Regions from separate parts of the Mus musculus genome. Here all the other regions are linked to region 3. A link is a contact called in public Hi-C and promoter capture Hi-C data. All regions are on one chromosome and are shown on one strand. The core of a region is the stretch at or near the end of the contact, and the rest is flanking DNA. Distances in the headings are between cores, read along the strand shown. Region 1 holds the start of Neurod1 (neurogenic differentiation 1). Region 2 holds the start of Itga4 (integrin alpha 4). Region 3 holds the start of Zfp385b (zinc finger protein 385B). Region 4 overlaps Cerkl (ceramide kinase-like).

Region 1 (5,838 bases), core at 1,891-4,390, 1.6 Mb before region 3:
GGACCCGAGAGTTCAACCGCCTCCCGAGAGGCAGAGAAGGAAAGCCATAGCCACCCCAGTAGTCTTGTCAGAACCTTGCCTTCTAAGGGCCTTGCAGTTACCCTCGCCTAAGAGGGGGCATTAGTTCTCAGCTGCTGGCTCTAGCGATCCACTGCACCCCAAGGTATCCAAGAACTATGCTGGGTAACAGTGGGCTCCTGGGGGAGGGTGTGAACATGCCCAGGTCGGGCTACCTAACTCCAGGGTCTGTAGGAAGAGGCTTGGGAGCCGATCCGAGTCGGTGAGGCAGCTACAGACACACTGGGTCCTTTCACGGAAAGTAAGCATCTGTTTCTGAGAAAAACAGGTCACCACCCGGGACGCTGCAGGCCATGACCCAGCTCTTTATCTTAGCTCTGTGAATGCGCCCCTGCCCCACAGCCAGGCCATACTGCTCTGTCCTCTCTCCTCCCCTATTCTTCCCTTAGGCCTCTGCTTCCCTGGCTCCAGGGCTGAGGCTGTAACGGACCCGCGTCGGGTCCAGTGCGGCGCTGGGGACTAGGGCCCGGCGGGGTGGCAGATTTAGGGCATTGCTCGAGGGCACTGAGTCATGAAAAGCGGCTTTTGTTGCCTGCGCGTGCAGCTCGCGTGCCGCCCGGCTGCCTAGGGAGGCTGGTGGGGCCAAAGTTGGGGGAGTGCGGTCACCGGTCAGGCAAGCGGAGATAACTGGGAAATAGCCACTGTCCCAGCAGACCCACCAGCGCATAAGAACAAGGCAGCCGGCCAGGGTCATGGGCCCCAGCGCCGGACTCCACCGAGCGCTCTGCATTCCAGCTGGGTGCAGTTCAGGTGCGGCCGCCCCCCGCCCCCCGTCCCGCAGTCTTGCGCCTTCCCGCAACACACACATACTTTCACAAAGCAAAAATACTTAACCCCCCATCCTTATTAGGCACCCACTGCTTCCCCGGAGCTCGGAGGACACTTGCTGGGAGCCTTGGTGTTTGTAACTCCGACTTGGAATCAAGGCCACATTAGAATGCAGCAAAGCATGAACATTCAGGAAAGAGAGATCTTACTTCAAGTTCCGGGAATATCCAGGTGTAGCTTTTCTTTTCAAAACTCCCTGGTCCGTTAGTCAGATCCCCTGAGCCATAACTTCCACCGCTCCCCAATAACTCTCCTGTAGCATCCCCTAAAATGGAGAGGTGAGAGCCAGAATCCGAGTTACATTTCACTGAATGAGGATATGCCAACTCTTCATAGAAGGGCTGTCCCAATAAAATCTGCCTCTACTGTGCTTAACCTTCAAGATTTTTCTGCGGATCCAGGTATTTAAACGCAACACCCAGAGTAAATGAAAAAAAACAAAAACAAAACAAAAAAACAACCCCCCCCCCCAAAAAAAAAGACAATGCTCCTTGCTTGCTCTGCTCTCAGCCAGTTGACAGAACAAAGAAAAAGAAAAACTCCAGGCAGTTTATCTCTAGAATCCCAGAATGATTGGTGCCATGTTTTAGGCCACCAAAGAACTCCCACAATGCCTTGCTTTTCTTTTTAGATTCGTTCCGGGTCTGGAAGGTTACTTTCAATATCTTGCAAATGCCCAGGATCTCCTTAGAACCCTCTCCCCCTCCCCTTTCCCAGATGTACCCCATTCCAGCCACTCAACCCTGACACTGTTTGCAAACTCAAGGGCAATTGCCTTTACATAAGCAATTCAAGTAGGATGCATTCATTGCAAAGGGGTTGAAGAGGGTAAGAACTTAATGAAGAGTTAGAAGAGGAACTGGAAAGAGAAAGGAGGCCAACCATTCCTCCTCCTCCTCTGTCACTTTTCTTGGGCTAGAAGGACGGAGGATCATCCATCTGAAAGATTCCTCCTTCAGATGGAGAAAATAAAGACTCCTTATTTAAGAATAGATAAGGCTATTCCACAATAGACTTTGCTTGACTCAAAACACAGAGTCCCCAGAAAGGGAAACAGCACATTGAATAGAGTTTTATTGCAGCTTCTCTTTGAGCTTCTTCTGACCAAGGCCCCAGAGATTGAGCACTAGGGGCTCAAGGAAGGCTGTGATTGAATTATGGTCTGTGTCAGAGATGAAATTCCCACCTCTGGTGCGGGGTTGTTTAATCTTAGCATTCCCTAGATGAGCTAGCTGAGGTCATTCATTACTCCAGGAGCATCTGAAAACCAACGGAGCCAAGGTCTGCTGGCAAAAACTAGCTTTAGACACAAAATTCTAGGGTTTAGAGTTGAAGACTCTTAGTGAAGTCTCTGGGGTAGGAGCAGGTGACCGTTAGGTTTACATTTGGAGTGTTCAAGTGTAGGGTATGGAAGCTGACTTGCAAAGGATTCTAGAAGATGCTCTAGTCAGGAAGGTTGAGTCAAGGCTGTGTTTCCAGATGAGGTCGTTTTTATATGAAATAAATGTTTGCCTAGAGAGGTGATGGAGATTAGAAGCCAGCCACCCTTTGGTGGCAATAAGCAAAGCCTCTGCTAAGAGGTAGAAGCTAAGAGATGGGCCTCTCCAGAGAGAACAAAGTCAAACTGCACCACCGGAGACCATTGTCAAGGGAAGGACCCTTCAGTGCACCTCAGTATCTGGGATTGTGAGTGGTTCACCTCTGTCTACCTCTCTGCGCTAAAGCAGTCTTCAGGCTAGGACATAGACTCAGTGATCTTTCTTTACCTTTCCAGCTCGCCTCCCGCAACCCCCCCCCCCCCCACATGTCCTCTGTCTTCTGCTGCCACAAAGGGTTAATCTCTCCTGCGGGTAAAAACAGGTCCGCGGAGTCTCTAACTGGCGACAGATGGGCCACTTTCTTCTGGCCACAAAGGGGCCGGAATGGAGCGCTCCGCGGCATACAAATAGGCAGGTCACGTGGTTCCCGGCTCTTGGCTGGACCGGGAAGACCATATGGCGCATGCCGGGGAGGAAGGAGCAGGGGCGGAGGTACTGTGGGGGTGAGGGGAGTGGTGGTGGAAGGGGGCGGGAGGAAAGTTCTGGGGAGGGGTGAATGAGGGCGGGAGTCGTTCAGTCTGGACGCGTGCGCGATTGCGGGGCGCAGGGACCTGCTCGTTGCTCAGCTCACGGCCCCGCCCGCGCTCAGCATCAGCAACTCGGCTATATAACCCTAGCGCCCGCGCCACCGGGACACGAGGAATTCGCCCACGCAGAAGGCAAGGTGTCCCGAGGCTCCAGGGTTATGAGATCGTCACTATTCAGAACCTTTTAACAACAGGTAATTATGATTCCTATTTTTTACTCTCCCGAGAATAAAAGCAATAATTGAAGAGCTGTACCTTGGTACTTTGCATGCGCACATTTGTGGAGTCGGTTGTCCCTATATTTGAGATCAGTGTCCCTCCTCGTAATTGCCCACAAGTACTCGCACGTAATGAGTCCCAGCACTCAAGTACCCCCTGCAGGCTTTCTAATTACATTTAATTTTTAATAGTATAGAAGCTTTTAGAATGTTTGGGGAGGGGAGTAACTGTAATTATTTGTAAGCGGTTATTTGAAAGTCCCCAAAGCAAACAACCACTTCCAGTTCTCACTTATTCAGGGGAGAAAAGGAGAGAAAGAGAAAAACAAAACAAAACAAAACAAACAAACAAAAACACCTGCTGCCCATAGTTTTATTTGGTGTACAGATATTTAGGCTCATCGTGCATATGAAACTATCTATTTCAGGAGAATGTAGTACTGGAAAACCGATTGGACTCTGAAATAGCTTAGCTGAAATGTAGGGAGAGGGGGAGAAAAGGAAGGAAATTTTCCTGCTACCTGTTACTGTCCCAGAGGCGGCCAAGTCCCCATGCTGGGGCCAGACATTCAGTTGTTTTACTAAAGGCTTTTTACAGTTCTTATGAGAAGCAGCACCTTCACCATTGCCAGTCGCTGACCATTGTAATTACTCCATCTTTTAAAGGGAGGTTTGAGGCGAACTTTGAAAAGCCCCAATAAAGAGCGGGCGGCCCTTTCAATGGGCTGTTTATTAGAGAGGAGCCTTTTGCACCTGATCCCCAGCGCGTGGGAGAGCCTCGCCTGGGAGCCAGAGCTTTTGTACAAGGTGGGAATTTAGCGGGGGCGTGGGGGGGGGGTGGTGAGGCAAAGAAAGAAAGGCAAGAGAGGGATGGAAGACTTGTGCCCACTTCTGTGGCCAAATGTGTTGTCGATAGGAAAATAATTTGATGGAAACTACCTTTCCTCCTCTGTGCATTGGCTCTCCCTTCCATATAATCTTCTTTAAAAATTGGGGTCAGTGCTAGGAAATTACGTAATGGCTTTTCAATTTATTTAAACCTCTAAGTAGTGCGAAGCCAGAGCAGAGATGAGTTCAGAGTATTCCATTTCCAAACTCATCGTTTTTGTGAGTTGGGAGTGACTTGGGACACAGTCAGAAAACCATGCACTCTGTACGCATTTCCACACAGGGCACCTGGCCAGATAATTGCCCTGCACACAGTTGAGCTGATCACTAGGAAAGGCACCCATAGCCACTCATGACAGGCCTAGTGGTACCTACTACGCAGCACCGAGGTACAGACACGCCAGCATGAAGCACTGCGTTTAACTTTTCCTGGAGGCATCCATTTTGCAGTGGACTCCTGTGTATTTCTATTTGTGTGCATTTCTGTAGGATTAGGGAGAGGGAGCTGAAGGCTTATCCAGCTTTTAAATATAGCGGGTGGATTTCCCCCCCTTTCTTCTTCTGCTTGCCTCTCTCCCTGTTCAATACAGGAAGTGGAAACATGACCAAATCATACAGCGAGAGCGGGCTGATGGGCGAGCCTCAGCCCCAAGGTCCCCCAAGCTGGACAGATGAGTGTCTCAGTTCTCAGGACGAGGAACACGAGGCAGACAAGAAAGAGGACGAGCTTGAAGCCATGAATGCAGAGGAGGACTCTCTGAGAAACGGGGGAGAGGAGGAGGAGGAAGATGAGGATCTAGAGGAAGAGGAGGAAGAAGAAGAGGAGGAGGAGGATCAAAAGCCCAAGAGACGGGGTCCCAAAAAGAAAAAGATGACCAAGGCGCGCCTAGAACGTTTTAAATTAAGGCGCATGAAGGCCAACGCCCGCGAGCGGAACCGCATGCACGGGCTGAACGCGGCGCTGGACAACCTGCGCAAGGTGGTACCTTGCTACTCCAAGACCCAGAAACTGTCTAAAATAGAGACACTGCGCTTGGCCAAGAACTACATCTGGGCTCTGTCAGAGATCCTGCGCTCAGGCAAAAGCCCTGATCTGGTCTCCTTCGTACAGACGCTCTGCAAAGGTTTGTCCCAGCCCACTACCAATTTGGTCGCCGGCTGCCTGCAGCTCAACCCTCGGACTTTCTTGCCTGAGCAGAACCCGGACATGCCCCCGCATCTGCCAACCGCCAGCGCTTCCTTCCCGGTGCATCCCTACTCCTACCAGTCCCCTGGACTGCCCAGCCCGCCCTACGGCACCATGGACAGCTCCCACGTCTTCCACGTCAAGCCGCCGCCACACGCCTACAGCGCAGCTCTGGAGCCCTTCTTTGAAAGCCCCCTAACTGACTGCACCAGCCCTTCCTTTGACGGACCCCTCAGCCCGCCGCTCAGCATCAATGGCAACTTCTCTTTCAAACACGAACCATCCGCCGAGTTTGAAAAAAATTATGCCTTTACCATGCACTACCCTGCAGCGACGCTGGCAGGGCCCCAAAGCCACGGATCAATCTTCTCTTCCGGTGCCGCTGCCCCTCGCTGCGAGATCCCCATAGACAACATTATGTCTTTCGATAGCCATTCGCATCATGAGCGAGTCATGAGTGCCCAGCTTAATGCCATCTTTCACGATTAGAGGCACGTCAGTTTCACTATTCCCGG
Region 2 (5,671 bases), core at 1,210-3,709, 1.4 Mb before region 3:
GGTAATGAAAATACCTTTTTTTTTTTTTAAGTAACCATTCTGAATGCACAAGTCTGTGAGTCTTCTATGAGCCCAGGTCTGCCCCTTGGAAGAGGGGATGCCTAATGATGCTCAGAGGCCCATCCCTCTTTTATAAAGAATCAAGTTTCATAGTAGGGTTTTTTTTTCTAAGTAAAATTTGTTTTGTTGTTCTCTCCCCTTCCCCTTTGTCTTCCCTCCCCTCCCCCTCTTCCTCCTTCTCCTCCTTCGCCTCTCCCTGTGCTTTCCTACTCCCAGAATCCTTTGTACTTTAGTGTCAGCCGTAGCTTAATCCAGTGTACACATAACTCCTTCATTCTTATGGGTGCTGGGGTAAAAGTGCAAAGAAAAGAAACAGAAAAAAAACAAAACAAAAACAAAAAACAAGCAAACAAACAACGACGATGAATAGAAAAGGTTTATGACAAAGTCAGGTATTCTCAAGTAGACCTTCCACTTACAGATAAATATAAAAAGTAGCAATTCTCACCCTTAGCTCATCATCATCGATAATGGATCATATCTCCAGACAGTACACCAAAACCCTTCATTTAGTTTTTATCCTCACTGAAGATGTATACCTGAAGTGATAACCCTGAGTCTAGGTAAGTACTTTTGAAGAAGGAACCTGCAGCTCTCTGTGTGGGAGCCCTGAGGAAGCAGAAGCAGTACAAGCATACACTAGAGCTGCTGTGAGGGGAAAACATTGAGCAATATACACAGCCATGCTTAACAGTACTGAGAGCAAGATAGATCTAAATTAATATTAGTTCCCCTTTCTTTCCCCATGTGTCTGTGCGCAGCAACTTTGCTTTTGACTTTGAAACATGAAACTTGTCTCCTCTGCCGTCAGCGCACATTTCTCAAGTTGCTGAAAACCTAAATAAAGACAGAAACGAGGGCTGAAAGACAGACCTGCTTTACAGGAGAATTTGAGGGGAGGAAAATTAGTAATTATATGTCAGACCTCCTATATTTATGATTTTAACAAAAGGCATGCTGTTTTTTTCTTCCCATTCTTTTATGGTAGGTAGTGTCATTTTTAAAGGAAGGGGAAGAAAAATCCCTGGGCTACATGGTGGGATATAGGCTAAATGGTGAGATATAGGCTACATGGTGGGATATAAGCTACATGGTGGGATATAAGCTACATGGTGGGATATAGGCTACATGGTGGGATATAGGCTCAATCAAAGTTTCTATTCCTGATGTGCAGCTCACGCTAGAACAAAGTTGAGAAGTTGGGTCCTCAGCCAGAGAGGGGTTTTAAGGCTTTGAAACAGATTTTACACATGGAAGAGTTCTAGGACTGGTAGAAGGTAGCTTGCCAGAAGCCACCCTATGAGACTTCCCCTGAAAGAGGTTTGGAAGATACTGAGATCACATACAGTTGCAAGCAAAGGAGAGGAAAATACTCTCAGGAGCAAGCTGGCATGGGGTTAAAATTGAAAAGCTTGTACTTTAATCCAGAAGAGACCAGCATCATAGTGTCTTCCAGGACTTGCCCAACAGTGGACCCACGAAGGGGAGAAAGTTCATTATGTCTTGTTTTGGGGACCCAACTCACCCAGCTGGAGCTGTTCGCAGGTCTGGTTTGGATTCTTTCTGATCCCGCATCTGTAAATCGCCCCAGGATTGACCACTGAGGCATTAGAGAGCCAGCTGGCAGTGGGAGCCCCCACGATGAGCCTAAAGCAAGAACCATGCAAGTTCGCTCAGACGTGAACCAGTCTGCCCACCCACTCTGCCCCGTGTTGGCTTGTGACAGCTGTGCAGTGGTCAGCAAGGGAAGTGGCACCCACCTCCTCTTCCCATGACTGGAGACCCAGGACTCAGGAGCACCCTGGGGGCTGCCATCCCAAGATAAGTTAGTTCCAAGGCTCTCCAGTGAGGCAGCTGGCTGAAGCCAGGTCTTTCTCTGACCTCCCAGGAGGGCGGAAAGTTTGATTCATACAAGGAATCCCAGAGGCGGAGGCGCTGTGACATGCCTCTTGGGGAGGGCGCACTCACCAGCGCTTCGACCCGTGGCTGTGCAGCACCACCGAGTAGCCAAACAGCGTGCCGGAGGGGCCCTGGTACAGCAGTGCATTCTCCGGGTCCAGGTTGTAGGAGTGCCCGGTTGGCACCCCGAAGTACAACAACAGCATCACCGCTTCCCGGAGGGCGATCCCTCGGGACCTCGGTCTGCACCTCGCTTCCGCAGCCATGCGCTCTTGGTGGAGAACATTCAACACAAAACGGCCACTGACCAGAGTTGCACAGGATGCGACGGTTGGCCAAAGAGAAGAGCGCCCCAAGAGATGAAGTGCAGCAGCGTGTCCGGTGCTGGCAGGCGACAGGGGCGGAGAGAGGGACGCCAGAAGAGGAGGGGAATTGGTGGCCACAGGCGGAGCGATCGTAGTGGCCAGGGATGCTTCAGGCTCTGGCCCACGCCCCGTTTCTGTGGCCCCGGAGCCAGGGGCCGGGTGCTCCTAGGATCTGGGTGGGGTCCTGGGTGTGGTGCAGTGGCTCACAGCCTGGCCTCCCTCTCCCCAACCCGATCCCCATCCCCGCCCCGCAGCAGCTGTAGGGGGCGCTAGGGGACCTAGGTTGCATGGACTCACACCCTGGCAGACATCACACACAGTGGCTCTGGCTTCTGGGGCCCAGCAAAAATAACCCTTGGGGGAACACAAAACAGATCAGGGGATTCCCTTTTGAAAGTTGGCTAAGGCTTGATGCCTTGCGGGACTTCACCAAGTGACTGGCCTCCAGGGCCAGTCCCAGTGGCCAATAATTTGGGAACTAAGACTGTGGAGAACCTTCCAGAACTTCCTCTGTCACTTATGTGCTGTGTAGCATACAGAAATTACACAGTTTGCAAGAAGCCAAAACTGCTGCCCCCCCCCCCTCCCGCCCCAGCCCTATTGGAGCATTTGGTGACAAAAGTATATGGCTAGTCTCTTCAAAACTCCCAGGCCTGCAGCCTTTTATGCAGGCTTCCTTCCTCTCTATACACTTCCTCTTAAATAGAGTCTATACGCATGAGCAAGCCAGGCAATAGCCTAACACAGAAAACCCAGGCAAGCTAAGGAAATTCTGTGACTTGCCTCACTTAGCAGACTCCACCCCTTGCTCACTTCTTCATAACTAGTCCCCATGTACACACTCAGTTACCCCAGGACATACCTACCACCAGATGTGTAGACACAGCCTAAGACAAGGTCATAACAGGCTTCTAAAAAGCCACCAGAGATCAGAGTCACAGCACACCTAAGCCAGGAGATGGGCCTCTGCTGAACATACTCCTTGTGTGCTGCTTTTCTTTTTTTTTTTAATTTTATTTTATTTTTAATTTATGTCTTACACTCCATATTCCATTCCCTGCTTTTCACGCTGGAGCAGGAGGCAAGTGCTGGTGAGTGTTAGCAGGTGAGATGCTGGCCCTCTTACCTTTGTTGCAAAAAAAAGACAAATGACAAGAAAGAAAGAAAGAAAGAAAGAAAGAAAGAAAGAAAGAAAGAAAGAAAGAAAGAAAGAAAGAAAGAAAAAGAGAGAGGGAGGGAGGGAGAGAAAGAAAGAAAGGAAGAAAGAGAGAGAGAGAGAGAGAGAGAGAGAGAGAGAGAGAGAGAGAGAGAAAGGAAGGAAGAAAGGAAGAAAGAAAGAAAGAAAGAAAGAAAGAAAGAAAGTCCGTGTCTGCCAGTTACACCAACAGAATCACAGGCCCGCAGCTGTCGCTGTTCACTGAGTCAGATCATCTCATGCAGTGGGCAGCCCCCAGTCCTCGAAACACCACAACAAATCAGCAGGATGCCTGGAGGAGCACCCAGCAACATTTTTGGCCTGATAGTAGAAAAGAAAAGTTCCCTACTCCATAAAGTTTAATTGTTTGGGAACACTTGAAGAGAGCTGGAAGGCAAGGATCGCTGAGTTGGGCTCCACACACTCTGAGAAGAGGCACGAGGGAGGAGCCGGTCAGCCTGGTTGAGGGACTGAAAAATAAAATAGCACGTGCCTCCTGAGCCCCACAGGCAGGGAAGGGATGGTGAAACTCTGGTTGGCACTGATAGCTGTACAGTGGCTAATGGGCAGGTCCTCATTTCTATCATTCAGATTACAATTTGCTACTTTTCCAGAAGTATTATTCAACAAGCCAAGACAACCCTCCTTCCTTCCCTTAGGACTTGAAAACAGCCCTGCTGCTAAAAATCCCCTCCCATTGGGGAGATAGAAACAATGTCTACCCCTTGTGCTAACGTCCCATTGGCAAACCCAGGCATGACTCTGAAATTCCTTTCCTCTGGGGAACTGTCTTAGTTAGGGTTCCTATTGCTGTGACAAAGCACCATGATCAAAAGCAACCTGGGGGAGGAAAGGATTTATTTGCCTTAGATATCCTGAATCATACTTCATAAGGGGAAACCAAAACAGGAACTCAAACTGGGCAGGAACTTGGAGGCAGGAGCTGATGGAGAACCCACTGTCTTGCTTCTGGTAGCTCACTTAACTGGCTTTCTTATGGTGCCTAAGAACACCAGCCCAGGGTGGAGGTGGTACCACCCACAGTGGGTTGGACTGTCCCACACTCTATCATTACATGAAAAAGAAAAAAAAAACATTTAAAAAGTCCTACCGGCTTGCTTGCTTGCCTACAGCCCACATCTTATGGAAGCAATTTGTCAATTGAGATTTCTTCCTCTCAGGTGACTGTAGGTTGAGTCAAGTTGACATACCCAGCACAGGAATCTATATGTTGGTTGTGTTTCTTCCGAAGCATAAGTGAGAGTTACTTACTAATATGTGGGTTCTCTTTCCCAACACACCACACCTGGAAAACCAGCAGACTGAAGGGTTCCTTGTAGAGGCATCAATGGAGACCCACTCCCAGTCTTTTGGAGATTACTTAATTCAGCCCCTCCTTCAAAGGATAGCAACTCAAACAGGCTTTCATACACCAGGTGGTAGGGAGCAGCTGGATACTCAGGGTCTCCGACCCTCCTCACTTCTCCATGTGTTGTTTAAACAGTCAACAGGTCCATTTGGGATAATCAGTTTGCAAGAGGGACAAGCTGACCTCCACAAGGTGGCAGTTGCTAGGTTCAGAGGATAGTCACATACAAGCCTCAAGCGTTAAGGCTTTGGAACTGCTTTATAAACTCCCAAATTAATGTTCTCTTTCCTCAGTGGCACTCTCCCTTGATGACTCGTTTTCATCCTTGTGATGTAGTCCCAGACTATCCCAAACCTGTCCCTCTTCCTTGGACCCCATTCACTTAGGCCATCTCTGCTCCCTAATTCCTGAAGTTCCCCAAGGCCCTTCCATCATCCTCCGGGTCTTTGACTGTCTTGACACTCTACCTGGGCACACAGCCATTCTCTGACTTCGCATGTTTTTTTCTTTCCCTTCCTCTCCCCTTCTTCCCTCCTGGTTTTCTCTCTTTCTCCCTTGCTAAAGAGATTTTTTTTCTTCCCATCCAATGTAAAGCCTCCCTGTTCTGTTCACTTTCTATTGGACTCTCACATTTCATTTTCCCTGTGCCTTTGCTAGAATGAAAAGAAACTGGAGCTGCTACTGCTGTTCCAGCCACACAGCTGCTGCTGGCCTGTAGTAGGCACCCAACGGGTATCTCTGCTGGTGTCTCTTACGTGAGCATCACTAATTCATAGTGGAAGG
Region 3 (6,094 bases), core at 2,430-4,929:
TGGCTGGTCATTCCTTCAGTCTGATGGAAGGAGTTACAGAGACAAAGTGTGGAGCAGAGACTGAAGGAATGACCAGCCAGAAACTGATCCACTTGGAGATCTAATGACATTCTTAACTTCAGCATGGATGGAAGCTAGGTGGGTCAAGTCTATGCAGTGATACATTTCAAGACTTTGATTTAAGAGTCAAGAAAATGTTAGATCTGACACAGAAGTGGATGATTTATGACTGTTAAGAGTACTAATGAGAGCCCAAGATAATTTTGACTTTCTGTCTGCAACATTCCAACTCTCTGTAATCATGAAGTTCAATTCAGTCAGTTGGTCTGTAGAACCTTAACCTAGGAATGGCATCTCCTTTTCAGGGCTTGCAAACATAATCGGGAACGTAGTATCTGATTGAAAATATTCCATACTACTGCCCTTCAAGCTGTAACCTGGTCTAACACAACCAGGCACATATATTTTCATTTCTAGGACACTGTAGACTTTATTGTCAAATATGGATATAATCCTCTCATTTATTTCTCAAGTATTTAATAAAACAAATTATAATAAATACTTGTGATGTGTTTTAAAGTTTACAAAAAAATTTTCCTATTTGTTTTGGTCTTCAGGATAATGCTATAAAGAAGATATTTTTATTTGCTTATGTTAATGATGAAGAAAGTAGGCCAGAGAGGTGGTTCAGCAGGTAAGGGCCTGTGCTATGAAGCCTGGTGACCTGGTGACCTGAATTCAATACTCAGGTGAAAAGAGAGAACTGAGTCCCACAAGTTATCCTCTGATTTCCACACATACTGTGTCATGCTCTCTCTCTCTCTCTCTCTCTCTCTCTCTCTCTCTCTCTCTCTCTCTCTCTCTCTCACACACACACACACACACACACACTAACTTTTTTAAAAGGTGGATTTTAGAGGGTGATGCTAGTTAAGTGCATGGTCAGAACTCAAGCCTTCCCTGGGGAAACTCTTCTTTCTTCATCACGGAGCAGTGGAGCCATTCCAAGGTAATCACCGAGGCTTCCTAGTGGAGACTGTTGGGAAAGTGAAATAGGATTTCTAAAACACTGTGAAGGGTTGCGTAGCACCCAGACAGGCAATGAGGGAAATGAGAAACATGAGTGAGATATATACCCATCAATCAATGGTGCCTTGTGCTTTTATGTGATTTCTGTGTATCGTGACTTTCCAGAATTGCATTGAGTCAGGGTGTTGTTATCAGTCGTGTACCATAGAATGGAAGTCCTAAGCTGTAAAGCTATAGCTAAAGTTTAGATTCTGGCTTTATGTTCCTTGACAAAGTGGCTTTCAAAGTATGTTCCCAAGAATGGAGTCTCAATGATGGCTGCAAAGAAATATATAATGTTAACCAGAGCTTGTTTTATAAGATAATGTACCATGTGCAAATTCACATGTGCTATTGCATCATAAAACCAAGTGATTTCTAAAGCTTTCAAATCTGTTGATGGCCTGTTTACCACTAGTATCCAATGGGCAAGAGGATTAACAAGATTGCTGGGAAGGAGTTAGACTGCATTTAGTATGATTTTCAGGGAATACTTAGGAACCACTTACCTCATAAACACACGTAGGGGCAAGACTTAAATGAACCTCTTTCTGCTCTTTCCTGCCAGTGAGGGGTGCCTGCATGATGTGCTAGCCTGGTGTGTTACTATCTGGACGCTCCTAGTTTAGGGTGGCAGATCTTGTTACTGAACAATGGTTTTAAAAGGTCAGGTGGGCTAAAGAACCAGATTTGCCAATAGACGATCATACTTTCGAAGAGAAGCTTCGGTTTAATTTAATTTTCCCTATATATCTCTTAGTTTATAGTTGTTTCTATATTGAAGTGTATTTTCTGGGAAAGTGTACCGATTGTTTTGGGGTGTGAGCTTCCAGAAGCCGCTATTCTGCCTTGGTTAAGGGACATGAAAGACATAGTTCTTTATCTCTTAGGTCACAGGTTAAAAATAATTTGAGACTCGTCTGCAAATATTTTATGCTTCTTTCAGCTATTGTTAGGAATTGCAACCCTCAAATTATTTTCTACCATACATCTCAGCTATAAGTGATTAAAAATAGACAGAGAGGAGAGGAGGATGTAGTTGCAGATTGCAGGACATAAAAACTGCAAATCCTGCTAAACTGTGCAAGCCATGGGGAACACTTCTCACAGGTGTTCAGTCCATAGGGCTTGCTCATTTTCTTCCCCTCCAAGAACAGTTAAAAGTGTTGGGTGGAGGCCTCCGAAGCACCCTCACCCCCTGCACCTTAGATTTCTGGGAGTGCTAATTCTTGTGGTCGGTAGTATTGGCTAAGGCAACCTCGCTGCTTTCAACTCTCAAGTGCAAGGGCCTGGAAGCTGGATGCCTTGATCATAGAATTTCCTGCTGCTCTCCGTTTGCCAGAACTCCATTCTCAGGACTCATAAAATGCTTACTTTCAATATAACCTTCATGGGCAGGAAGATATGTTACGGCTATAACTTTAAAAAGGGACTCTACAAACAATTACAGTTCTTCATGTTCTTTTTGGGGTTATGAATTTTGCAGCTTGCCTCCCGTAGTTATTTTGAATAGAGGTAGCAGTAATAATAAACATACCAGTTTGGGTCTGTATTTAGTAGAGCGAGCCAGGCCAGCTAGAAGATGTTTGGATTCTAAAAATATAAAGACCATCAGTCAGATTAATGTCCCTTCTCACGCTGGTTACCTCAGGTGCTGGCGCCTGCAATAAGCTGACATTCCAAGGTGGATTTAAAAAAAAAAGCAAGCTGCTCCTTCGGAAGGCTCCAGAATGCAGTGAGTGTGCATTCATCAGATCTCAAACCCACCCCGGAAGCAGCACTAGCTTTGGCTGGACTCGAAGATATTTACTCCGGACACTATGCCAAGACATTAACAGCTGCCGGATTAATTATTTATGGCCTTTGTGTCAATCATCTAAGACAAGATCCAAAGAAAAATATTTTAAAGTCGAGTCATCTGTTTTTTTTTTTCAGTCTTTGCTGCCTTCCACAGTTCCCTTGTCATTTGTTACTCTTGAATTTCTTCCCGAAGAAGTCATCTTAGAAGACTGAGCCCTTCAAATTATGTTTCCTTCCCCCCAGTGTTTTCTTTGAAGTGCTCTCCGTCGCAGAAATAAGCGCCCTGGCTGTGTCTACACTATTTTCAGAAGATGGCTTACACCGGGGGAACCCCTGACACGGTTTAGTTTTTGAAACTTCAATCAGCGAGGTCTGGCAGTAGGAGCAGGCGAGCCCCTCCCCTGCGCACGAGCCTCGCAGGTCCTTGCTGGGCTGCGAAGCCCTGGGTCCCCGCGGAGGCTGATCTGTGTCGCCCGCCAGCCGGGAGCTGCACGCGGGGGCAGAGCCCATACTTGGTGGCGAGCATCTCCAAGAAGAGTTTTAGTCCGCTCGGCCAGTAGGTGACACGTCGGCCCCCGCGCGCGCGAGGTTTGCGTCCCGCCTTGGGGAATCCCCCCACCCCCGACCCCTGCTGGAGGCTGAGGGGCGCGTGGGACCCGGTGACCAGGCGGCCTTCCAGGCTGCGCCGCCCCCGGGGCGTCTCCACGGCGTTCCCCACCCCAGCCGCAGCATCCCGCGCCGAGCGCCTCGCAGGTCCTCACGCCTGTCCCCGTGGCCCGCGCGGACTCGGCACACGCCCCTCACCTGGGCGAGGCCAGGCGCGCAGGCGCCGAGCGTGGAGACCGCGAGCGGCCGCTCAGCCCGCGCTCCCGCTGGGTCGGACAGTTCCGGGGGCCCGCGGCGCAGAGCTGTCGCCGGTGCCACCGCCCCGGGCTGCCGCAGACCGCGGGAGAGCGTCTGCGCGGAGCTCCAGCGCAGCCCTGGCGGGAGCGCCGCCTCCCAGGCGCCGGCCACATCCCCCCGGCCTCAGGAGCGGCTGCCCCGCGCGCCCGCCGCCCGCCGCCCGCGCGCAGAGGTAAGCCTGGGGCGAGCAGCCCCGCGCCGCGTCCGCGCCTCTCCCCACCGCCTCCGCCCAGGCGAGGGACGGAGTTTGCGCTGCGTCCCGCCGCCCCACTTGTAGAGGCAGGCGCCTGGCCGCTGCCCCGGCCGCAGAGTCGAGGCTCCCCCTAGCCCCTCGAGTCAAGGAGTAGGACGTAGGAGTAGGACGTAGGAGTTCGTCGGGCAAGGAGTCCCCAGGGTGGGCTCGGAGAAGCCAGGGTGGGAAGGGAGCATAGAGATAGACGGGGGGGACAAGGAAAGCCTCGCAGGGGGTCAGTGGCAGTGCCTCTCCCCTCCCGGGAACTCCGGGGGGTTTTGCAGACTCCCTTTTTGCCAGAGGGAAATGAATAATTTGGGTACCGAGGTGTGAGGGCAGGATGACTGTGGAAGCTTAGGGTCCCAAGGGCATTCTGCAGAGAAAAGACCAGCAGAAAGGTGAATGGTGCGGCTCGAGAGCAGATGCTCAAAGTTTGCACTTGTTGGGAGCTGGGAAGGGCAGCCTGGGTTAGCAAGAGCTGGTGAAGGTGTCAGCTCAGGGTGGGAGGACTCTGCGGGACAGCGGAAGGGAGGAGAGAAACGGGAGGGGGAGGACCATCTGCTTTGCCTCTGCTGTGTGCTGGCCTTGGGATGAGGAGAAGACTAGACGGAGGTCTCTCATGCTTTGCTTCCTATGGCTCTGGAGATCACTCAGATGGCGAGTGTCCTGGGTCCTTCAAGGAAAAGAAAATGCCCCCGCCCCCATGAGCACAAATAATTTTGGAATGACCTCAAAAGTTCCTGGATTTGGAAACATTTTCATCTAGAAAGGAGGTTGGCGGTTCTCTCCGGTTTTGCTTATCTGATGAGCAGCACACAGAGGCTATTGCAAACTTTGTCACAATGAAGCAAAATATAGGCAAAATAGATGCTCCAAATGGGGCAAAAACATTTGTGTTGTCGGGTAGACTGGCAGCGTCCATACAGCTTGGGAAGGACTGAGAAATATATTTATTAAATGAAGAGGCAGTTTTCCAGAAAGTTACTGTGCAGCATCTCAAACATTTAGGCTCCAGATAACTCCCTTTAGTGTTTCAGGGTCTGCTTTTGCCTGTTTCCAGAATCCTTCAATCTTATTTTAATGTCATGCATGCTTTGATACGGGTTGTCCTTTCCTGTCATAGTTGAATGTCCTTAGAATGTAAAATACCGGCTTGTAGGTTTGGCTACTTAAGATATGGAAGGTGAAAATATGTTTATGTGCTCAAAGCCTTGCTTGCTCGGATTCTGTATTTTTCAGTAATCAAGTTTTTGCGGATTTATCGTTTACACCTTTACTTGTTTCTGAAAGTGATTTGAGGAGGTTTAAGGTGAAACCACAAATCAAATAAGCTGTTCTTGTCCGTCTCCTTGACCTCTCGTGGGCGCATTTGTAGTAAATGCTTTTGGAAAGGTGAACTCTCCCAAACAGGGGAGGATCGCCGCCCTTGCTGGAATAGTGCTGGTGGTAGGTATCAGTGTGGTGCAGTATCATCCCTGAAGCATCTCATTTGCATAATATTATGTTATGGTTATTAGGTAAATCATTGAAAAGGAGCTCTATAAGCATTAGAATCCATTGACATTAAGGGAAAGAAAAACAATGTTGATAGCTTACAGCATTTTAACAGTATATAGATTCCCAGGACCAAAGAAAACAGCCTGTCTCTTTGGACTGAGGCAGAAAGAAACCAAACGGAGGCATTTCCATCTCAGTCAAATTAGAGACAGAAGTGTGGTTAGTGCCTGGCACCCAAGCACAGCAGATAATGAGAGCTGACAGCAGTTGGAAGATCCTTCTTCCAGAGTGGGACTATTGTATGATGATCGAATGTCCTGGCTCTGGGAGTAGAGAGGATCTATCAAAGCAAACATCTCTTAGAGATGAAAAGCTACATAGAATGATGCTGGGTGCTGTCGGGTACCATAAACAAGACATCCCAACTCTGTTTTCTTTTTCTTCCATCTGAGTTTGAAGATGCTACTGCCCAATGACATATGTGAATATGATATTTTATATTAATTAAGCTTACATATCATATCATTATATATTATATATAGTTAAAAAGAACAATTAACTAACATATCACAGGAGTGAATTCATGTGAAAAAT
Region 4 (6,422 bases), core at 953-3,452, 1.6 Mb before region 3:
TTGTTTGTGTGCTGCTGGGGCCAAACCCCAGGAGGGCTTCATGCATGCTAAGCAGACACTCTCCCCACCCTAGATACATTCCCAGTTAGTTGGTCCTCTAAGTAGAGATGGTGTTCCATGAAGGCAATTGGTGCTGTCAACTTGGGTGGTTCCTGGGCTCTTCTGGAGAGGACCATTGCTCTGTTCACAGCAATGACACTTTATACTTGGTACACAAGAACTAAACATAAATAAGCAGTTTTCTTTCCTTGCCAAGAACCACTAGTGGAGAATGTGGGGGGTTACTAGTCATAGTGAATGGACTTGTCTATAGTTGTGTCCAAAGCAGGTGCTTTGCCAGACGTCAGCATGACAGGTAATGGAGTATTGCTGCCTTTAGTAGCAATGGAAATTCTTTTGAATTTGTGCATCCTATAAGTCTACCATTGAGAATGACCCATAGAGCTGCTTGGCTTCTCTTCGGCATTTGAATGGCTTACTTAACCCACTCTCCCCAAATTATGCACTGCAGATGTAGGCATATCTTTTGTTACTGGCAGAAATTTAAAGAACCCTCTGATCTCTCAGAACTGGCCAAGGTGTCTGGAACATGAATATATATATATATATATATATATATATATATCTCAAGAAATAGATTTAGCATAGAAAATTTGGGCATTATTCCGAATAAAGAACTGGCATTTTTATCTGTATTTTAAAACCCGAGCTACAGGAGACTATTTAAAATGTATCAACTTTTCATTAGTACATTTTGATTTTGATGCAGAAATGTCTTTACGCCGGGCGTGGTGGCACATGCCTTTAATCTCAGCACTTGGGAGGCAGAGGCAGGCGGATTTCTGAGTTCGAGGCCAGCCTGGTCTACAAAGTGAGTTCCAGGACAGCCAGGACTATACAGAGAAACCCTGTCTCAAAAAACCAAAACCCAAAACAAAACAACAACAACAAAAAAAACCAAAAAAAAAAAAAAAAAAAAAAAAAAAAAGAAAAAAGAAAAAAAAAAAGAAAAGAAAAGGAAAGAAAAGAAATGTCTTTACATCTTCCAGTGTTTAAAGACTTACAAGACATATTTGAGGTACTTACACTCGATAGGAAAAGTTAAATTGAAGAAACCCACAGGCAGAAAAATCATCTCCAATATTAAATTTGGTTTAGTAAAAGTGTAAGACAGTGGATTTGGAATTTCTCTCAAATAAGACGAAAATTTTCTAATATTTTTACTAGATAAGAATACTAGTTCACCATATCTCCATCTTGATATTCATGTGTGCTTAGGAGTTTGGGCACCTCTGCTCTCCAACGCTGTGCCACGTTCTCCAGGAGAGCATTACATTGAAGCACATTTTCAGTCTGCTACAGGATTGGCCCTATTTGTGTAAACCCTAGTTTAACCTGATTATTAACAATTACGTTGTGTTTTCTACTTACAATTAGAGTGTATTCAAATTTATTGGTCCCTTGCTTCACAGATTTATCTCAGTATGTGGTGTATTCAAACAGAATTTTGTATTTTTAATTAGGGGATTAGATAAGTAATTCTGAAGAGCCAAGAAAAAAAAATACCCTGTTAGGCATCATTTTGCCTAACAATGTGACATACACCGTGTGTGAGAGAGAGAGAAAGAGAGAGAGAGTGTGTGTGTATGTGTGTGTGTTCAGGGTGTTGTGCTAGTGCCATCTATCCAGCAGGCTGTTTTTCAAGCCACGTTTTAAAAAGTGGACATGTGCAGGAACTGTGAGCACAATTAGCACCAGGCAGATAAACCCAGCTTTAATCCTGTTTACGGTCCGCATCAGGCAGATGTGCCAAGATTGATGCAGACAAGCCCTGGGCTTACAGTAATATTTTTAAAAGTGCAGCTCACTGTCCTATTTTTGTTAAACCTTTGCTCACTATCCTTAAGTGTCACTGGCTTTGCTCTCCTTATTTGCCACTGTAACCCATTTTGAACAGGTCCTGCTTTCCTGGTAACCTGCCAGGAAAGGTTATCTTTATTCCCTGTAATTAAATTGGCTCCCCTTCCCCCAAGAAGATACAATAGGAAGTGGGTGCTGAATTAAATAAATAGCAAGCTATCCAATAGACGCATACTTAAATCCCTTGCAAGAACAGATGGCCCCAGTATCTCTGTAAGTAATGCGAGAGGACAGTTAGTGTTCTGAAGCAACTAGCAACGACCAATATGATCCTAATGAGCCAATAGATTTCAAATAACGAGCCACATGCCACCAACCAGAGCTCTACACTGTGTGAGGGGTTAATGTAGGTAGCCTGCAACACAGTGCCTGTAGACCATTTCTGCATTTGTATCTCCTGATATCAAATATGAATTTATAAATGAAGTTGTACTTCAGAGTCTTCCTAATAGCTGTGCCACTTGTTCTTAAGGTAGGAAGTAGAGCCACATTTGAAACACATGCCCAGAAAAATCAGCGGGCATGGTGCTTCTCTTCAGAACTCTTTCTTTATTCTACAGTCTGATCATCATAGGTTCATGGAAATATGGCTTTCACGTGGCATTATGTGAATATTTGCTTTCCTTGTGACGGAAACCGATACGATCCCAGGAGTGGCCAGTGTGACTCAGCCCAGCCATTCAAGAGAATGGAATCCAAGCAGAGATTTAAGATCTCAGCCCTTTGTTCAGCACTTACTTTCAAAAGCCTCTTCCTGATTCATTTGTAGACAAAAAGGAATCTAAGTCACTCTTAAAATAATCCTTAGAGAGACACAGGCAGGTAATCCATCTTTACGGAACCAACACTGCTTTTTACAACACAGTTGATTTTCTTTTGTTTTCTTTACTCATGTTTATAATGAATATTTGTGTACCCTGAGAGTGTCCAAAGGGTGTCCCGAAGTAGTGGCTGAGGAGAAATAATGAGCTAAGATTTTCAGTTTATCCCATCAGATAATGCCCAGAACCTTTAGCCTTTCCTGAGGCTAGCCCTAGGGCTTTCCCCAGGCAACTGGGGAGACTTTCATTAACCTCTGATCCAGGAGGCTGGCTGTGTTGCCTCACCCAGAGCCAGCAGGTCTCCTGCTCATTGCTTACAAACTTCAAAACCTAAAGGGTGCAGCTAAGCCCAGCCCACACTGCTGATTAAACATTTAGGCCAAAGCTTCCTGATAAAAACATTTCCAAGTCAAGCGCTCCCAGAGTTCTAACATGCCTTTTTTGTTGGACCCATTTCTACACAGAACACTAAATTCCAATGGTGCTACAGTCTTCTGCTACATCAATGTGCTTCAGGAAACACACATTCTATTATCACACAAGTTGTTTCCAAGTTTGACCTCAGTGACACTTGGGTGAGCTTTCCTTTTCCTTCAGCTGGGTTTATTACTTATTGTTTTGGAGTTAATTCTGAAAAGCAAGTTAAAAACTCTGCACACAAAAAGCCTTTCCCTCCCTCCCTCCCTCCCTCCCTCCGTCCCCCCTCCCTCCCTCCCCCCCTCCCCCCCTCCCTCCCTCCTTTTTTCCTTCAGAGTGCTTGAGCCAGGGTGGATATTAGAGGACAATGGCCAGGAGTTGCTCAGAGCTCACCAAACCTCTTTCCCCACTGAGCCTTCGTGCCCCCAATTTTCCCCTTTCCTACACTTAAAATTACCCCGACTGCTGATCACTGTGGAAGGGAAAGCTGGAGACTGATGAGAAAACCAGCACTTCATGTTCTCGCTTTTATCTCTCTGTGTGGTGACTAGGCTTAAGCATTTTCTGTGGTTATTTTATTTCTTGGTTTTCTTCCTAAATAATATGTAAGTGGGTTCAACCCCCCCCACAATCAACTGTGTAACTTGCTTTTTAAAAAAGATTTGTTTATTTTATGTATATGAGTGCACTGTAGCTGTCTTCAGACACACCAGAAGAGTGCATCAGATCCCATTACAGATGGTTATGAGTCACCATGTGGTTGCTGGGAATTGAACTCAGGACCTCTGGACAAGCAGTCAGTGCTCCTAACCACTGAGCCATCTCTCCAGCTCTGTAACTTGCTTTGATTACATGCATTCATTCTTAGTGTCAATGTCTTTCTGGATGCGGACACACACTTATTCAATAAAAGCTGCAAAAGGCAAGGATGGTTTATTCTACCATCCTCTGAACGGACACTAGTGAAGCTCCAATCATTTTGCTATGATGAATACTGCTGCAATTCACATTTGGGAATCTTTTGATGCTCACAGCATAGTGCCCAGCAGCTACCACTGGCCTGCTTCTGCTGCTCTAAAACTGCTTCCTTTTCAGCTGTACCATGGCCTACCCTTAGTTTTGATCCCATGCCAACCTAGAAGGCAGAGTGGTGTTTGGTTGTTTAAATTTGCATTTCTTTGATTACTAATTAGGTTGAACTTCTTCACGTGTTTGTTGCTTGATTTGCATTCCTTCTTTTGTGGAATGCCTGCTTGAGTCTTCTAAGTTCTTTTCCATGAAAGTGTTGCAAATAACTCTTTGGCCTTTGCTCTCTTTGTGACTTTTCTTTATGAATTTTAGGACTTTTAAAGTGATCAAATGATTTTTTAGGTCAGGCAACTTGAGCTCTGAGTGTCTGACTGTTTATCATGCTTGATGCATTTTTAACTTAATTAAGGCTATATAAATTTCTAATCTAGAAATACTGCTGTAATTTATGAGATAAATTATTTCTTTTTATTTCTTCAAATAAGTTTGCAACCACTTTCTACTCCTTTCCACATAGTTTAGATTTCTTTAGATAAATATACTAGTGAATTTTCAAATACACACATACATTTCTGTGCTCCATTCATTTCTGTTTCTAGATATTGAAATTACTGCCACTTTGCAAATTATACCTGCTGGGGACAGCAATTGCCTCCAATGTTTTGTCTTTAGGATCTTTTCCTAGCTAATACAGCCTGTTACTCCAAGAGAACTTGCAAGTCATTTGAACAGATTCCCTGTTCATCCAAACATAAAAAAAAAAAATTCCCAATGAAGTTTTACCTAAAGTTTTATCAGAAATATTCTTGAACACTGAGATTTTAGACTTGCAAGACTTGTAATCTTGGGACTTAGTCTACCTCCTTTCACATGTTGGTTTTTCAGGAAATTTTAAATGACTTCCTTCCCTCATCAGTTCCTGCATCAATAGTTGCTGCCGTTTCCAAAGGTATCATATGCTAATTGATATGCAACTTTAATTTGCCCCATTATGTCTTCTCAGAGGTAGACATATTCACTTGCAATCTTCATTGAGTCTAATGCTTAGATGGACTCACTTGAATCTTAGAAATACGTCCTGCTACAGCCAGTAGTTAGAGTCTGAATCCTGCCTCTCTTTGCAGCACCAGGCTTCACTTTTTATCTCCTGATGGTTAACCAGTGTATTGAAATACCCTGGGGTAGCAAGGGTGCCAGTAGACATTCTTGTTCCTGTAAAGGCTTCTCGGTTTGTCATTTTACCAAATGTGATATTGACTTCTGGTTGCTATCTATAAATTTGTGATTTATAAGAGATTTAAGTTAGAATAATTATTGAATTACTTAAGTAAAACCCATGCATACTGAAGGATTCAAACTATGTGGAATGAGATTTCAAATAATAATCCTGGAGATCATCTTTTTTTATTCTTAGTGTCTATTTCTTTTTTCCCCCTTCCTATTCTTCCATTTCCCCCCTGCATGTTTATGGCATGTTTTACTCTGCAATACCAATTCTTTAATTGGCATAGCTTGCAACCAACATTATCAGATTAGCCTAGGAGCTCTTTGCAATATACAAATGGGGTCTAATGCCAAGGTCATTTGAGATACACCTACAAATGGGTAAAAGCCAAGCAAGGGAGAGGAAATGAGGAAAAGAATATGGAAGGGGACCACTCACTCTGTGTCTGTGTATTGCGGTGTATTTGTGTATTGTGTGTCTGTGTGAATTGTGTGTGTGTACTGAATGCGTGTATGCACTATTGTGAGTACACATGCTCGTGAAGGACAGATGACAACCCTGGATGTCTTCTCTGTTGCTCACCAGCTTTGCGAGACAGATCTCTTACTGAACCACATGTGTGAAGCAGCTCACATATTTGGCTAGATTATCTGGTTAGCCAGCAGCTGGAATCCACCTGTCTCTGTCTGTTTCCTCCCAAATAGTTAGAGCCCCGTGCGACCCACATCTGGCTTTTAAGTATCTGCTAGGTGACTGAACTCAGACTCTTCTACTTGTACACTTTATCCACTAAGTGTCTACACCAAAGCTCTGAAATAACAAATCTTAAATACAAATGGAAACTATAAAGAGGTTTCACTAATTGCTTGACTAACAGAACTTTGTAAAACTACCCGTAGATAGACCAAAACAAGTTCTTCACCCGAGTACTATAATATAGCTGTATACTACATCTCCCCAGAAGCACCTCCATGGAGAGGATATGCTTAGCTTCCCAGACCGTTGACCAC

Evidence for each region. Promoter capture Hi-C pulls out the DNA fragments that hold promoters and counts their contacts. Hi-C and Micro-C count contacts between places; a contact is called where the count stands out from the background.
Region 1: a promoter capture Hi-C map of hippocampal neurons shows a contact between it and region 3, with 6 times the contacts expected there. The contact joins the promoter of Neurod1 here to the promoter of Zfp385b in region 3. A contact is called at or near these places in 3 of 39 promoter capture datasets (the 3T3-L1 cell line, cranial neural crest and hippocampal neurons), 2 of 484 Hi-C or Micro-C datasets (brain and cerebellum) and 2 of 115 datasets of contacts at active chromatin or transcription factors (astrocytes and embryonic midbrain).
Region 2: a contact with region 3 is called in a promoter capture Hi-C map of hippocampal neurons, with 4 times the contacts expected there. The contact joins the promoter of Itga4 here to the promoter of Zfp385b in region 3. A contact is called at or near these places in 4 of 39 promoter capture datasets (the 3T3-L1 cell line, hippocampal neurons, maxillary cranial neural crest and 1 more) and 1 of 9 other capture datasets (embryonic stem cells).
Region 4: a contact with region 3 is called in a Hi-C map of cerebellum, with 2.3 times the contacts expected there. The contact joins the enhancer-like site here to the promoter of Zfp385b in region 3. A contact is called at or near these places in 2 of 39 promoter capture datasets (the 3T3-L1 cell line and hippocampal neurons) and 1 of 484 Hi-C or Micro-C datasets (cerebellum).

The regions. Positions count from the first base shown.
Region 1 is chr2:79,453,938-79,459,775 of GRCm38.p6, reverse strand. Neurod1 (neurogenic differentiation 1) reads left to right here and starts at 3,140. Exons shown (of 2, transcript NM_010894.3): 1 at 3,140-3,225; 2 at 4,728-5,838. The coding sequence starts at 4,739. The coding sequence ends at 5,812.
Region 2 is chr2:79,252,214-79,257,884 of GRCm38.p6, reverse strand. It overlaps Itga4 (integrin alpha 4), which reads right to left and starts at 2,459. Exons shown (of 28, transcript NM_010576.4): 1 at 2,029-2,459; 2 at 1,586-1,707. The coding sequence starts at 2,225.
Region 3 is chr2:77,814,401-77,820,494 of GRCm38.p6, reverse strand. Zfp385b (zinc finger protein 385B) reads left to right here and starts at 3,679. Exons shown (of 10, transcript NM_178723.6): 1 at 3,679-3,943.
Region 4 is chr2:79,395,166-79,401,587 of GRCm38.p6, reverse strand. The region is part of intron 1 of Cerkl (ceramide kinase-like); the gene reads left to right. Among named protein-coding and RNA genes, the nearest start is that of Cerkl, 31 kb to the left of the region's middle. Within about 2 kb of position 2,202, at least 41 of the 459 cell types and tissues checked have an H3K27ac peak or open chromatin away from gene starts, as enhancers often do. A contact at or near this core is called in cerebellum, where this site is marked.